Regions from separate parts of the Mus musculus genome. Here regions 1, 2 and 3 are each linked to region 4. The links are chromatin contacts, called in public HiChIP or PLAC-seq maps. All regions are on one chromosome and are shown on one strand. Each heading gives the region's core, a stretch centred on a gene start, on an enhancer-like site or on the middle of the called end of the contact. The rest is flanking DNA. Distances are from core to core; before and after follow the strand shown.

The links. HiChIP or PLAC-seq counts read pairs in DNA pulled down with a chosen protein or histone mark.
Region 1: a contact with region 4 is called in an H3K27ac HiChIP or PLAC-seq map of embryonic stem cells, with 9 read pairs. The contact joins the enhancer-like site here to the promoter of Mrps23 in region 4. A contact is called at or near these places in 27 of 39 promoter capture datasets (the 3T3-L1 cell line, 3T3-L1-derived adipocytes, the C10 cell line and 17 more), 2 of 15 datasets of contacts at CTCF or cohesin (CD8 T cells and the NIH/3T3 cell line), 50 of 484 Hi-C or Micro-C datasets (the Ba/F3 cell line, the C2C12 cell line, CD4 T cells and 38 more), 60 of 115 datasets of contacts at active chromatin or transcription factors (the 230-238 cell line, CD8 T cells, DN3 thymocytes and 43 more) and 5 of 9 other capture datasets (adipose tissue, embryonic stem cells, liver and 2 more).
Region 2: an H3K27ac HiChIP or PLAC-seq map of T-cell acute lymphoblastic leukemia shows a contact between it and region 4, with 6 times the contacts expected there. The contact joins the enhancer-like site here to the promoter of Mrps23 in region 4. A contact is called at or near these places in 1 of 39 promoter capture datasets (stem cell-derived epiblast-like cells), 1 of 484 Hi-C or Micro-C datasets (bone marrow-derived macrophages) and 3 of 115 datasets of contacts at active chromatin or transcription factors (T-cell acute lymphoblastic leukemia, embryonic basal ganglia and memory CD8 T cells).
Region 3: an H3K27ac HiChIP or PLAC-seq map of embryonic stem cells shows a contact between it and region 4, with 9 read pairs. The contact joins the enhancer-like site here to the promoter of Mrps23 in region 4. A contact is called at or near these places in 9 of 39 promoter capture datasets (the 3T3-L1 cell line, the HPC-7 cell line, cranial neural crest and 5 more), 2 of 484 Hi-C or Micro-C datasets (bone marrow-derived macrophages and embryonic stem cells), 14 of 115 datasets of contacts at active chromatin or transcription factors (bone marrow-derived macrophages, craniofacial prominence, embryonic basal ganglia and 9 more) and 4 of 9 other capture datasets (adipose tissue, liver, macrophages and 1 more).

The regions. Positions count from the first base shown.
Region 1 is chr11:88,038,119-88,041,448 of GRCm38.p6, reverse strand. No RefSeq gene overlaps it. Among named protein-coding and RNA genes, the nearest start is that of Srsf1, 7.6 kb to the left of the region's middle. Within about 2 kb of position 2,033, at least 6 of the 459 cell types and tissues checked have an H3K27ac peak or open chromatin away from gene starts, as enhancers often do. A contact at or near this core is called in embryonic stem cells, where this site is marked.
Region 2 is chr11:88,428,868-88,432,132 of GRCm38.p6, reverse strand. The region is part of intron 7 of Msi2 (musashi RNA-binding protein 2); the gene reads left to right. Among named protein-coding and RNA genes, the nearest start is that of Mir378b, 78 kb to the right of the region's middle. Within about 2 kb of position 1,657, at least 40 of the 459 cell types and tissues checked have an H3K27ac peak or open chromatin away from gene starts, as enhancers often do. A contact at or near this core is called in T-cell acute lymphoblastic leukemia and memory CD8 T cells, where this site is marked.
Region 3 is chr11:88,013,073-88,016,604 of GRCm38.p6, reverse strand. No RefSeq gene overlaps it. Among named protein-coding and RNA genes, the nearest start is that of Gm38610, 9.5 kb to the right of the region's middle. Within about 2 kb of position 1,289, at least 19 of the 459 cell types and tissues checked have an H3K27ac peak or open chromatin away from gene starts, as enhancers often do. A contact at or near this core is called in embryonic stem cells, where this site is marked.
Region 4 is chr11:88,203,094-88,206,542 of GRCm38.p6, reverse strand. It overlaps Mrps23 (mitochondrial ribosomal protein S23), which reads right to left and starts at 2,155. Exons shown (of 5, transcript NM_024174.6): 1 at 2,058-2,155; 2 at 1,184-1,354. The coding sequence starts at 2,101.

The DNA.
Region 1 (3,330 bases), core at 784-3,283, 160 kb after region 4:
TTGATATTCTCGTGGGAGATGCTCTGTCACTGGTTGTAAACACAGCACACTGTTTTCTTTTTTTTTTTTTTTTTTTAAGATTTATTTATTTATTATATGTAAGTACACTGTAGCTATCTTCAGACACTCCAGAAGTCAGATCTTGTTACAGATGGTTGTGAGCCACCATGTGGTTGCTGGGATTTGAACTCCGGACCTTCGGAAGAGCAGTCGGGTGCTCTTACCCACTAAGCCATCTCACCAGCCCAGCACACTGTTTTCAAGTGACGTTTACATGCCTATCCTCTGCTACAGGAAAGGAGAAAGACCCGAGAGCTGGGAGTATAAACTCATCCTCCTCTGCCTATCCCACAAGTGGGGGTGGTGCTCTGCCCTAGTCAGGAACATTTTTTATAACCTAATTGATCAAAAAACATCCACAGCCATCTATCACTCCTCACAGGGGATCGGGTGCTGTTTTCTGGCCTCTCGTGGGCATTGCATATGCATACTGCACAGAAGCACAGGCAAGCAAGTGTACATATGCATAAGACTTAGAAATAGAGCTTAGCTATATTTCCATATTAATTAGTTCTATAATTAATTTCTCCCTGAGTTAGTACCTACTGCTGGTGTGGTGTTATTCTTTGAGCTCTCCTTTGTTTATAAAGAGACCCAAGAGCAAACCAAGTTTAGGTTCCCCCAAGATCCCTCAGTCTTTCCAGTTTCCCTTTGATTGCCCAAAGGTCTTTCCCCATAATGACCAATCACACTTGCCTATACCTTGCTATCTATTTTTATCTATTGGTGCTGAAAGTGGATGTTGATTGGATTTATCTATATGTATGTGTCTGTGTGAGTCTAAATATGTGTAGGTGTCCCAAGAAGGCTTGACGAGGAGGATATCAGATCTGGAACTGGAGTTAAAGGCAGCTGTGAGCCACCTGAGATTAGTGCTGGGAACTGAACTTGGGGCCTCTGGAAAATCAGCAAACACTTCTGAGCCATCTCTCCTCTCCCCTTTCCCTCTTACTTTCTTTGTTTCTTTCTTTCCTTTCTTTCTCCTTTTTTTTCTCATCTTAAATTTTTGTTTGTCTGTTTGTTTGTTTGGCTTGGTTTTTCGAGACAAGGTTTCTCTGTATAGCCCTGGCTGTCCTGGAGCTCACTCTGTAGACCAGGCTGGCCTCGAACTCAGAAATCAATCCGCCTGCCTCTGCCTCCCGAGTGTTGGGATTAAAGGCGTGCGCCATCACCCCCAGCTTCATCTTAAATTTTAACAATTAAAAAAAAAAAAAAGGCAGTGGTGGTGCACACTGGCTGCTTTGGAACCATGCCAGACAACCTAAGTGGGGCTCTTCCACAAAAGAAGACATTGGCAGAGTTGGTGAGGCAGAGTCAGGTAGATCCGGTTCAAGGCCAGCCTGGTCTACAGAGTGAGTTCCAGGACAGCCAGGGCTACACAGAAAAACCCTGTCTCGCCAAAAAAACAAAAACGAAAACCAATCTGGACAGTGGCAGAAGAACAGCGGGTAAATAAAGCTGCCATTCAAGACTGGGCCTGACTTAGAACCCATACTGGAAGCAGAGAGCCATCGGGAAGGTTATCCTCTGATCCCCCATGTATGCTGTGCATGTGTATCGCTACCACCCCTGAACGTCATATGCACATTCAATATCAAGTAGTTTTTATTTTACTAATGTCTGTATGTGTGTTCTGGGGAATCTTAGGTCATCAGGCTTGTAAGGCCTTTTATCCACTGAGCCATTTCCCTTGTTTTATTTTCTGTGAAACAGGATCTCATATAACCTACCTAGGCTGGCCTCAAATTTGTTGTCTTGCTGAAAATGTCCTTGAACTCTTTACTCTTTTTAAATAAAGGTTTTTTAAAATTATGTGTATGGGTTTTTGCTGTTGTGTACATCTGTTTACCACGTGTGGGCCTGATGTCTTATAAGTCAAGAAGGGGGCATCAGATTGCCTGAAACTGGAATTACAGATGGTTGTGAGTCACCCTGTGAGTGCTAGGAATGAAACTCAGGTCCTCTAGAACAACAGTCAGTTCTCTTAACTGCTGAGCAGTCTCTCCTGCCCTCCTGATTTGATGTCAGTCCTGCCTCCGGAGTGCTGGGATGAAGGGAGTACACCACTATGTCCAGCTCACAAGTTTGCATTCCTGAGCATTGATACCCTTCCTGACAGTTGATACCCTTCCTGACAGTTCTATGCCAAAAGGCCAGGCTAACTCAGACTTGCTTTGTAGTTGGAAGATGACCTTGAACTCTTGATCCTGTTCCCCACCCTCCCAAATGCTGGAGGTACACACACCTGTTATGTGCCACCAGGCCCTGCTTAAACAGGCAGTCTTTTTTTTTTTTTTTTTTAAGATTTATTTATTTATTATATGTAAGTACACTGTAGCTGTCATCAGACACTCCAGAAGAGGGCGCCAGATCTTGTTAGGGATGGTTGTGAGCCACCATGTGGTTGCTGGGAATTGAACTCAGGACCTTCAGAAGAACAGTCGGGTGCTCTTATCTGTTGAGCCATCTCACCAGCCCTTAAACAGACAGTCTTAACATCACTTGTGATGTTCTTGGAATGTAAAAGTCCCCATCCAACCTTATCCACTGATGAAATTTCAGTCTGGTTTGGGTTTTAAAAATATTGCACTTAGTCCTCTGGCCATCATCTTCTTGAGGATACTGTTCTTGTGGCCCCAGGTGAACCCAGAGCCGCCTGTGGCCAGTTAAAGCTCAGACAAAAGAATCTGTAAAATCTTTAAGCCATTTGAAGCAAGTATTCAAGCCAGGTTGTTACCACAAAAACAAACACCCAGCTCCAAGAGATGCCTTTTGTTTTGTTTTAAAATAGGATCAAGTTAGCTGGGCATGGTAATGCATACCTTTAGTCTCAGGCAAAGTCAAGTGGATCCTTGAGTTCAAGACCAGGCTGATCCACAGAGCAAGCTCCAGGACAGCCAGGGCTACATGAAGAAACCTTGCCAAAAACAAAACAAAACAAAACAAACAAACAAAAAAAAAAAACCAAATTTTCTCTACATGTTCATCTCTATGAAGAACCAATGCTTACAAAGTTGAGATGACTCAGACCTGGAAGCGGTGGTGGCACATGCCTTTAATCCCAGAGGCAGAGGCAGGCAGATCACTGAGTTTTAGGCCAGACTAGTCTATAGAATAAGTTCAAATATAGCCAGGGCTACACAGAAAAACCCTGTCTCAAAAACAACCTAAGCCAAAGGTTTGCTTAAGAAGCATGGTTGAGCCGGGTGTGGTGGTGCACGCCTTTAATCCCAGCACTCGGGAGGCAGGGGCAGGTGGATTTCTGAGTTC
Region 2 (3,265 bases), core at 408-2,907, 230 kb before region 4:
TGAAGCAAACGAAAGCGCTTAGTTAGGGGACGCGTGAAATGGCATTGTTTGTTCAGGGCACCTCCGCAAAGCCGGAGGATCATTGATGCGTTATCCTCTCCTCGCTCCCATCACTCCCAGCGCCAGGATGCCACCGAGGGAGCCTCTGAATTGGATGTGGCAGCCTGGCCTTTCTGTGGGAGAGCTGCCGAAAGGCCAGGATTGGGTGCCATCCTCAACTGTGTTCATTTTACCAGAAAGCTCGGGGCTGATTGGAGAACAGAAGGGATGCCCAGGGGAGGTGAGAGAGAGGGCCTCACCAAGGTAGAGGAGTAACGAAGATTTGCTTGTAGCAAGACAAGAGTCAAAACAAGATAGACCCCTAATGAGAGCTTTGGGCATATCGTGCTGTGAGTTTTCAGGGGCCAGCAGCGTGGGCTGCTGTGTTTAGTTGGCACCAGACCAAGTCCTCTTTTTAATATCAAGTTTCATAAGCATGGAACAATAACAACTCATTAGAAACCCTCTGGGAATGGTGGGTGGGTATGGCTGCCTCTTTCCCTTCCCTCCCTTTTCTCTCTCCCCCTCCTCCCATAAGCCCGCCTCTTCAGCTCAGGTATATCATCATTCCCTTTGTAAGTAGAGAATGGCAGGGGAGGGGCCGGTGTCTGGGAACCGCGCATGTTGTTAATCTGTTATTAGGCATAAGTCTTACCACCAGGCTGGGTACTCAGATGCCTCATTGTGTGCTCGGGATGGAATTATGCATCATGAATAAAAACTGCTGTCAACATGCATTGGTTTGAAAACATTAGACCATATGGTATGTGATTATCTGTATTGTCAAGTGCAATAAAGTGAATTTGGATATAATAAAGAATGTAATATTTTAGAAATTTGGTAATAAACTAAGGGAAGGATGACAGCTGAGGTTCCTTAAGGCCCCAGACACAAATAAATTGAAGTTACTGGCCTCTAAGGCCAGGCAGGCCGAATGGCCACACCGTGGCTTAGCTGCATGCTGTGATTTTTCAAGTCAGGGAAAGCTCTGTTGTCCCCTGACTGACAGCTCTCAGGACTGTGGAACCGACCGATTCCTGTGGAAGATGGGAGGTGGTGGTGGCTCCTGGTAGAAGGTCAGGCCTTGCTGTCACACCTGGCCCTTAGGTATACCCTGCAGCCTGCTGGTGGCGTTGGCAGCTTCTCCCTACTAGTCAAGGGCAGTGCCATGCCAGCCATCAAGACATCCTGAGACCCATCTCCCCCTCTCTAATCTTCTCAGTTTGGTTGGAGAGGAAGGTGTCTCAATCTTGAGAACTATAAGTCACTCCCTGGGGAAGGTAGCCATTTTCTGGAACTCTTCTCCCACTGGGCCAAATGATGAAATAATTTCTTTAAGGCAGCGAGTGTGTCAGGGCAACAGATCTCCAGCGAGGGATGAAAGGGGCAGGGGCAGCGGAGGAAGAGGGCTGGGAACTGAGTCAAGCCCGAGTGTGCCAGCACATGTAACCCTTCTGTAACTGTACGGGCGCTCAGAGGAACCTTCCACCTGTGGACAAGAAAACAGAGGTTGCTGGTCTGTGAGTCTGAGATCTTTAACGCTCCTATAGCAGCTTCTCCCCTCACGGTAACCAAACACATGAAGGAAATGATGTAAGCGAAAATGATGTAAGCTGGGCAAGGTTGTTTTGACTCAGAATCAAAGGGATTCGTGGTCCCAGGGAGGATGTGCTGAGTCTAACTTAGTATAGGGTGGTGGGAGAGACTTGCTCCCATAACAGTGGGCAGAATTAAGATGACAGAGGTAGCTGGAGCTAGGGGCAGGTAACCTTTAGAGGTCCAGCCCTAGGAAGCCGCCAGGCCTTTACTCACTACAGACCCCATGGCTATCACAATAGGAACACAAGCTGTGGAGCAAGCGTTCAAATCAAAGCCTTTGGCAGCCATTTCAAATCCATACTATAAAGCCACCTCTGAACACAAAACCCAGGCTTCTGCCCCTTAGTTTCCTACAAATGGAAGAGCTAGCTAGCTCTTCGGCTGGGAGCATAGCTGTAGAGCACGTGCCTAGCGTGTTCAGTCCCCAGCGTGGGGCCAAGGGTAGGGGGAGGTGCTTTTGGCAATCACAGGCCCCCAAATAAAAACAAACATACAGAGGTAGAGAGATAGCACAATGGTCAGAGCACTGGTTGCTCTTCCAGAGGACCCAGGTTTGATTCCCAGCTCACGACCTTCTCTGTACCTCTGGTGCCAGGAGTTACACCGCCCTCTACTGTCCTCCGGGGTGCTTCACACACCCGGTATCCAGACATACATGCAGGCAAAACACACCCGAAATAAAAATAAGACATAACCAAAAAACCCCACATACAGAAGGCCCACAGCCAACTGTCTTCTCTGTCTTTTCCCTTGGGCCTGGCAGAAGCCAGTCTGTATTTACAGCTCTGTATTTGCTATTGCCTTTACATTTTGCTGTCCCCGTGGTAGTTGTCAAAGTCCCTGACTCTACTGTCCTCAGGGAAGAAAGCATTAATCTATTAGTGTTTTCCTGGCAGACTGCTTTTCTGTTTCTGACTCAGGGCTTCACCCAGACCCCTGACCCAAGTCCCAATTTCAGTGTTTGTCTTGGCCCCCAGCTTCCACAAACCCTAGATGGGGCCTGGATCCCATGCCTGGCCCTTTTCCCACCTCAGCCTGCCAGGGCTCTTCTAGCCTTGGCTTCCATGGCTCCCTTGTTTGTTGCCCAGTCAGGATGCCTGCTTCGTTATGAAAAGGGAAGAGTCTGAAGTGCTATCACTGGGTCAGGTTAAAGCAATTTGGATGGCTAGAACTGAGATAACATTTAGTCCCTTTCATGCCTAGACACCTGTGATTCCCAGGACAGGGCAGGCAGTGGCTTTGGGTCTAGTGACAGGTTTGTCACCCCAGGGGTACAGCCCATACCAACAGAGACAGCACCGATTGGTAGCTATAGGAGTTATTTTGGTGTTTGTATCTCGCTGTGTATAGCTCAGGCTGGAGTGGAATGGAGTGCTGTGTAGACCAGGCTGGTCCTGAGCTTACAAGAGATCCACCCACCTCTGCCTCTGGAATGCTGGGATTAAAGGCTTGTGCCACCGTACCCAGTGTACACCCAATTGTATGTGGCGCTGGGGAATCAAACCATAGGCTTTGTAATGTTGAGCAAGCACTCTACCAGCTGAGCTACATCTCCTAGCTGAGGTATTTTTCCAGGCTCAGCTAGCAGCCACTTCTTCTAAGCAGTGTCAGGTACCGAATCCTCATA
Region 3 (3,532 bases), core at 40-2,539, 190 kb after region 4:
GGGAAAAAAGAAAAAGAAAGACATTAGAGTCATCCTCTGACTTTCCCATGTATGCACAGGGGTACACAGAGCCACATACACAAATGTGCATATCACACACACACACACACACACACACACACACAGAGGACATGACTCCTATCAGAGCAGAGCCTTGCCTTCAGGATCTCATCCAACTTTAATTATAGTCATGAGATTAAATGACATTTCTATCAATGATGGGCCATCATTAAGGTGGAAGTTCTCTAAGGTTATATCCTCAGGTGACGGCTATAGTCATCTTTACTTTGCGCAAGGTAAGTTTATAAAATAAAATTGCCTAATGACCCATTTCTCAGAATGTATCTTTACCATTTAGCAGTCCTTGAGGGGCTGGAGTAGTGGCTCAGTGGGTAGAGTGCTTGCCTGGCATGCGTGAAGCCCTAGGTTTGAACTCCCGCACGGCATATAAATCAGACCTGATGGCCCAGCTCTCAATCCCTCACACTAGGAAGCCGAAGACCAGAGGCCACGAGGTTCAGGCTTATCCCAGTGACGCAGGATGAGGTCAGCCTGAGTTCCATGAGGTTATATGATCACTTCTTTAGAAGCTTCTCTCCAACTACAGCCACACCTTGAGTTAGGGCTTCAACATGCAAATCTGGGGGTGGGGCAATCACTCAATCCTATAGACAGTCCTCCCTTCAGAAGGTGGAATCTACTCCCTGGGAGGTGGAGTGGACTCAGTGACCTTCTCCTAAATACAAAGTGTAGCCAGGAAATGAATTTTGAGTTCTGAGTCTAGGCCAAAACAGAATATGGTCTCCCCAGTGCTCCCTCTTGGACTGTAGTTCTGAGAGGAGCCACTTACAAGTACACACTAGGCAGCCTGTGGACAAGTCCTCTGGGAGAGGAAGTGCGTCTCTTTGGTCACTCCCACCTGTCGGACCACCTCCTACTCAGCAATTCTGCCGGGTCTCTACTTAACCCTGGCTGTCCTGGAGCTCACTGTGTAGACCAGGCTGGTCTTGAACTTACAAAGATTCACCTGCCTCTGTCCTCCAAGTGCTGGGATGGAAGGGGTGCGCCGCCATTGCTGGACCAACTTTCATAATCCTCATGATTGCGTGCACGACACATCCTCTCTTCTCGGGCCTCCACATAGCTCAGCCCACATCTCACTCCCAGCTTATGACATCATTTTCTTCCCACTTAGAAGAAAGAAATCAGAAAATAATCCTTATCCGACACCAAAAATACCTACTTCCCCTGGGCAGGCCCACACATCGTGCCGGCCCTTAGTGTGCTGTGAATGGACTGTCCACACGTCTGTCTTGGCTAGCCCCTCCCCTCGCTCAGGATTCTTTCCCCCTCTTGCTTATTAAAGTCATCTCTCCGGCAATTATCCTCTCATCTGCATCATCAAATGTTCTCTCTCAAGGGGATTGTTCTCATCAGCATACTAATGGGATATAAAAACTCATCTCCAAAAAAAAAAAAAAATCTTCCATTTCCCCCTCATTCCAGTCACCATTTGTCTGCTACCCGGGCGTAACCGCAGTTTAAAAATATCTGCAGTCAACCGGGCTTGGGGATGCTCACCTTTAATCTTAGCACTTGGGAGACAGAGGCAGGTGGATCTCTGTGAGTTCCAGGCCAATTAGAGCTGCAGGGAGAGATACTGTTTCAAACAAACAAGGTCAACAGATCTATACTGTAGGGTGCTGGTGCTGGAGAGATGTCTCCCTATGTAGAGCAGGTGCAGATGACATGCGTTTGTTTCTCAGCACACACATCCAGTGGTTCCCGACTCCAGTTCCAGGATCCCCCTCATGCCACTGGGATCCAGGAGCACTAGCACATGCGAAAGCACACACACACAAACACAAATACACACACATACACACACACACACAAATACAATTTTAAATGATCAGAATAGTGCTAGGGAGATGGTTCAATTGTTAAGATCATTGGTTGCTCTTCCAGAAGTCCCGAGTTCAATCCCCAGCACCCAAATGGTGCTCATAATCATCTCTAGCCCCACTCCTCTGGGAGCTGCTGCTCCTTTTTAGGTCCTGTGGGCACTAGGCGTGGTGTAGTGTGCAGAGATACATACAGGCAAAACACTCATACACATCAAAGAAAAGTACTTTTAAATGGTAATAATAAGTCTTTGCTGTTGTTTTTGAGATAGCGTTTGTGTAGCCCTGGCTGTCCTGCAACTCACTCTGTAGACCAGGCTAGCCTTGAACTCACAGAGATCCACCTGCCTCTGCCTCCCAAGTGCTGGGATTAAAGGCCTGTGCCACCGCTGCCCTGCTAATAAATCTTTTATAAAGGAAAAGGCATATTTATACTGTTTCTATTACACTCCAGGCTTTTGTCACAACATGACATCAAAACCGTGTTTTCCAAGGTCACCAATGACTTCCCCGTTGATAGATTTGATGGCGAATTTTCCTTTCTTTTCTGACCCATCAGTAGGATTCTGTCCTTTATTACTCTGGGCCTCTCTTTTCATCTTTTCCACTTTCTCCAGTTGCTCCCAGGACTCTAGAGTCATCCTCCTGACTCACTAGCTCCTCCTTGACTACTTGTCCAGACCCACTTTCTCCCTTTGTATAGCCCTAAAGTTAGAGTAAGCCTCAGGTTTAATTCTCCATGCCTCTGCCCTCCTCTCTTCTCTCCTCATCCGCTTCCATACACCGCTTGTTCCTCTAAGCCAGAGTCTCACCAGGACCCAGAATGAGTAAAGTCGTCCTTCTTTTTGGCCTTGTGAGTGTGCGCATGCGCACCCTGGATGTGCGCATGCACGTAGAGGCCAGAGGTCAATGTTACTCAGGAGTTGCCTCGCTTGCTCTTTAGTACAGAGTTCTTCACTAGCCAGACATGCACCTGATTATGCCAAGATAGCTGAGGAGACTTCGGAAGGAACCCACTGTCTCTGAGTCAGAAGCTCTGGTAGCCAGCGTGTGGCCACTGTGCTAGGCTTCTTATGTGGGTGCTCGGGATCAAACACAGGTCCTCAGCTGGCAAAGCAAGCACATTACCGACAGATCTGTTGTCCCAGTCTCCTTTTGATATATCTTCCCCCAATTCTCATCATTTTTTTCTTTCCTTGATACTTAGTGTATTCATGTTCAAGGGGAAGAGCTAGGATCGAAACATCACCTAGCGGGTTTAGTACAGCACATGATGGAAATAATAATTTAAATTTAGCTGAATTACTTCTCTCAGGAAGCAGTATCTATGCTCACCCTAAAGGCAAAGTTGCCCTTCCCTTCCAGGGAGCTGTCAAACCCGGGAAGATAATGTTCAAGTCTCATCGGTTCAGGAGTGGGAAGGGGACTAGATGTGGACTTGGGGGACAGGAAGGCTTTTTCCAGAATTGCTGGGGTTTGCTGATTGCTGACTTGGCTTTCCCGTGGGATGTACCTGAGTTTCCTGTTTCGATTTTGTGATGCTCGAGTGCTAGAGAGTAGCTGGAGCTTGTGAAAAGCTGAGGATGAGAAAGAATGGGGCTTTGAGAAAATACTGCAAGGTGAGCCTA
Region 4 (3,449 bases), core at 906-3,405:
AACAAAACCAAAAAAAAAAAAGCACTTCCTTCACCTTTACAACTCTAATATGCTAGTATTTTGTCTTACAATGTTAAACAAGATTACGGGGCCAATGTTTTCAAAGTAACAGCTAGGTCCCAGGAGCTACCTTCAAGGCACTACCTCAGAAGAGGGCTGTAGGTGCCCTGGCTCTTTCCTCTTTATTCTTTCCCTTGCTTCTCAATTTTCTACAATAAATGTGCATTAATATGCCAGGCATGGCGATACAAGCCTGTAACACCAGGATTCCAGAGGCAGAGGCATGAAGATCATGACCTTGTCCCAAGAGGAACAAAAGGAAAAAAATAGATGCTAAAGAAATAAAGTACGCAGGGCTGGAGAGATGGCTCAGCGGTTAAGAGCACTGATTGCTCTTCTGAAGGTCCTGAGTTCAAATCCCAGAAACCACATGGTGGCTCACAACTATCTGTAATGAGACCTGACGCTCCTTTCTTGTGTGTCTGAGACAGCTACAGTGTACTTATATATAATAATAAGTAAATCTTTTAAAAAGAAAGAAAGAAAGAAAGCACTTTCCTTCAGATTTCTAGTCATGGTTACTGTAAGTGCTTTCAACTTCTGAGCATCCTTTCCAGGGCGGCTTCAATAACTGTTAGACATTAAATCCTCAGACCATATTCCACCTATTTCCGCTTCCAAAGAAGCTACTGTGATAGCAGCAGCTTAAGTGTGGAGCCAGACGTGATTCTCAGATCCACCGCCCTCTGGGGTGGCCATGGTGGTTAACCTCCTTGAACCTGATAGTTCTCTTGAATAACACAGAGGCAATGATACCTGCCTTCGCGGACAGGGTTAGAGTAATAAAGTCTATGAGCTGATGTTTGTCAAGGGCTGATCAAGTACCTCATACAGAACAGAGGCCAGTTAACAAACACTTTATCTGCAACTTTGTCAGTTTAGTCTCCAGATTCCACTTCTTAGAACTTCTGTTTCTGGGCTGGAGAGATGGCTCAGTGGTTAAGAGCACTGACTGCTCTTCCAGAGATCCTGAGTTCAATTCCCAGCAATCACATGGTGGCTCACAACCATCTGTAATGCGATCTGATATCCTCTTCTGGTGGTCTGGTTGGCAGACTTCTACATGAGCCTTCCTCTCTGAAGGTCTGCGGCACCCTGCTCACTATAGGGGATAGACACTTACGCTCGAATCTGATCCTCCTGGTAAAAGATGTCCTGGATGTCAGCTTTGGCTTTGCCGTATCGCAAGCGGGGCCTTCGGAAGACAGGCTCTCTCAGGGGTGGAAAGGCCTTATATATGTCATACCACAGTGGCTTCTCTTTCAACACCCCGGCCCGCATCAGATCCCTCGTCCTTAGAAAGGGAACAGAACCAAGGTCAGTCGGTTACCACAGGGTTGTAAAGTCTCTGAATCAACTTAAACGAAGGAAAGAGCAGCCTGGTAGGGGTGAGCTGAAATGGGCCTCCCGCCTAAAGGAGGCACGGCCAATACACACAGCAACCTAGCATGGCCACAGTGTTAAGTCCAGTTGGTTAGCTCTCATGTAGCCTAGGCTAGACTTAAACTAAAGAGTGTGGCCAAGGATGACCTTGAATTTAGTGCCTCCCTGCACTTCCCTAGAGCTAGGATTACAGCGTGTCCACGCAGGCTTTTTGTTTTGACAGAAGTCCACCAGTAGCCTTGCTACGAAGCCAGGTTGGCCCCGGTCTTGTGGCAATCCTCCTGCCTCGCCTCCTAAGTGCCGAGACTACGCGCGCGAGCCACGACACACAGCTTCCATCTTCTTGCACGGGTCCCACCCACCGTTCCATAGTGAAAAAGCAAGACCTGTCCAGTCAGGCCCTTCAGCTTCTTTACTGTAGAAGGTCTCCACCGAAATGGGGTGGCGAGCACAATCTGACAGGACAGAAATCCAAGGGGACAGAGACAAACCACACCGATTCCGTGCCAAGGGCATCACCTGGCTCGGACACCCGCAACCGCATCCCCTAAGGATATGCCAGGAGGGTCGTGACCCGCTAGGAACTCTGCCCTCGCCCAACTCGGAGCACGCACCGGGAGAACACGCTCCCCACCGTCTCCAGCCGGCTCCCCGCCATGGCCACTTGGGCTAGAAAGCCTCGGGCTGTTACCGGAAGCGGAAGCGGCAGCAAGCAAGCCAAGGGGGAACAAGCGGCTGGCCGAGCCGAGGATGACAGTCCCGCCTCGACGTCATCCGGACGGCGGAACCAGGCAGAAGCAAACGATGGGCTGAGCAGGAGCCCTCAGGTCCTGCGTCCGGGTGGGTGGGGGTGGGGTGGGGTGGTCAGATACGAATAATCGATTCCCGAGCCAAAAGAGCGGGAGCGCGCCAAAGCTGCGCAAGAGTAGCAAACGACCGGTCCTGGGGAAAGGTGGAGTGTGGCGCCTGCTTTCTTCTCTCTAACTTTGCAAAGCTTCCTCCTCTCTGGCAGGGTGGAGGGAATAGTGTGGAGCTCGCCGGGATGCAGCACATCCTACAGTCAGGAACAGCTAGCCAATATGACATTTGAGGACACCAGGCTCGACTAAGCCTAATCTTAGCCACTCACACTACTCAGAAACTGAGACCCAAATAGGGGCGAAGTAACTTTTCCAAGTGACACGAGCCTCCAGGCCTCCTTCCTCGGCCTTTTGCGCCTTAAGCGGGGCTCAGCAGAGCAGTCTGTTTTCAGGCTCAGTGGAAAGCTGCCTGTAAGTAGTAGTTCCTCCGCTGGAGGCGTCCCTCGCCCGCCCGCTAGCGCTGGAGTTTTAAGAAGTAAAAGCCCAGAATGAATGCATTCGGAGGAAGAAAATAAAAATCTGGGGGAACGTAGTCTGTCATTGTTCAACTGTTCAAAGTATGGGTTTGGAGGAATATCCGTTGGAGAAGCACCCCTTAGAAATTTCATCAGGGTATTTGTGCGAAGAACATCATGGTTGATCGTAGTGACAAGATTTAAAAAAAAACAACAACAACAACAAAAACAAAACATCGGGCTGGAGAAAGAGTTCATCAGTTAAGAGCACTGACTGCTCTTCCAGAGGACCCAGATTCGAGTTCTAGCACACACAGGGTGACATAACCACCTGTCACTCTAGTCCCTGGAGATTTGATGTTCTCTTCTGAACACTGCAGGTACCAGGCATGTATGTGGTGTACAGGCTTACGTTCGTGCAAAATACTGATACACATGAAATTAATTAAAATTCATCATATGATCAGGAGGTGGTGGGTCATACCTTTAATCCCAGAACTCAGGAGACAGAGGCGGACGATCTCTGAGTTTGAGGCCAGTCTGGTGATGTACAGATCAAGTTGCAGGACAGCCAGGGCTACACAGTGAGATGCTGTCTAAGAAAAATAAAAAAACAAAAAACAGAAGAGCAACAACAAATATTTCATCGAATGAAAAGTAGTAGAGGATGTTAGCACACGCCTTTGATCCC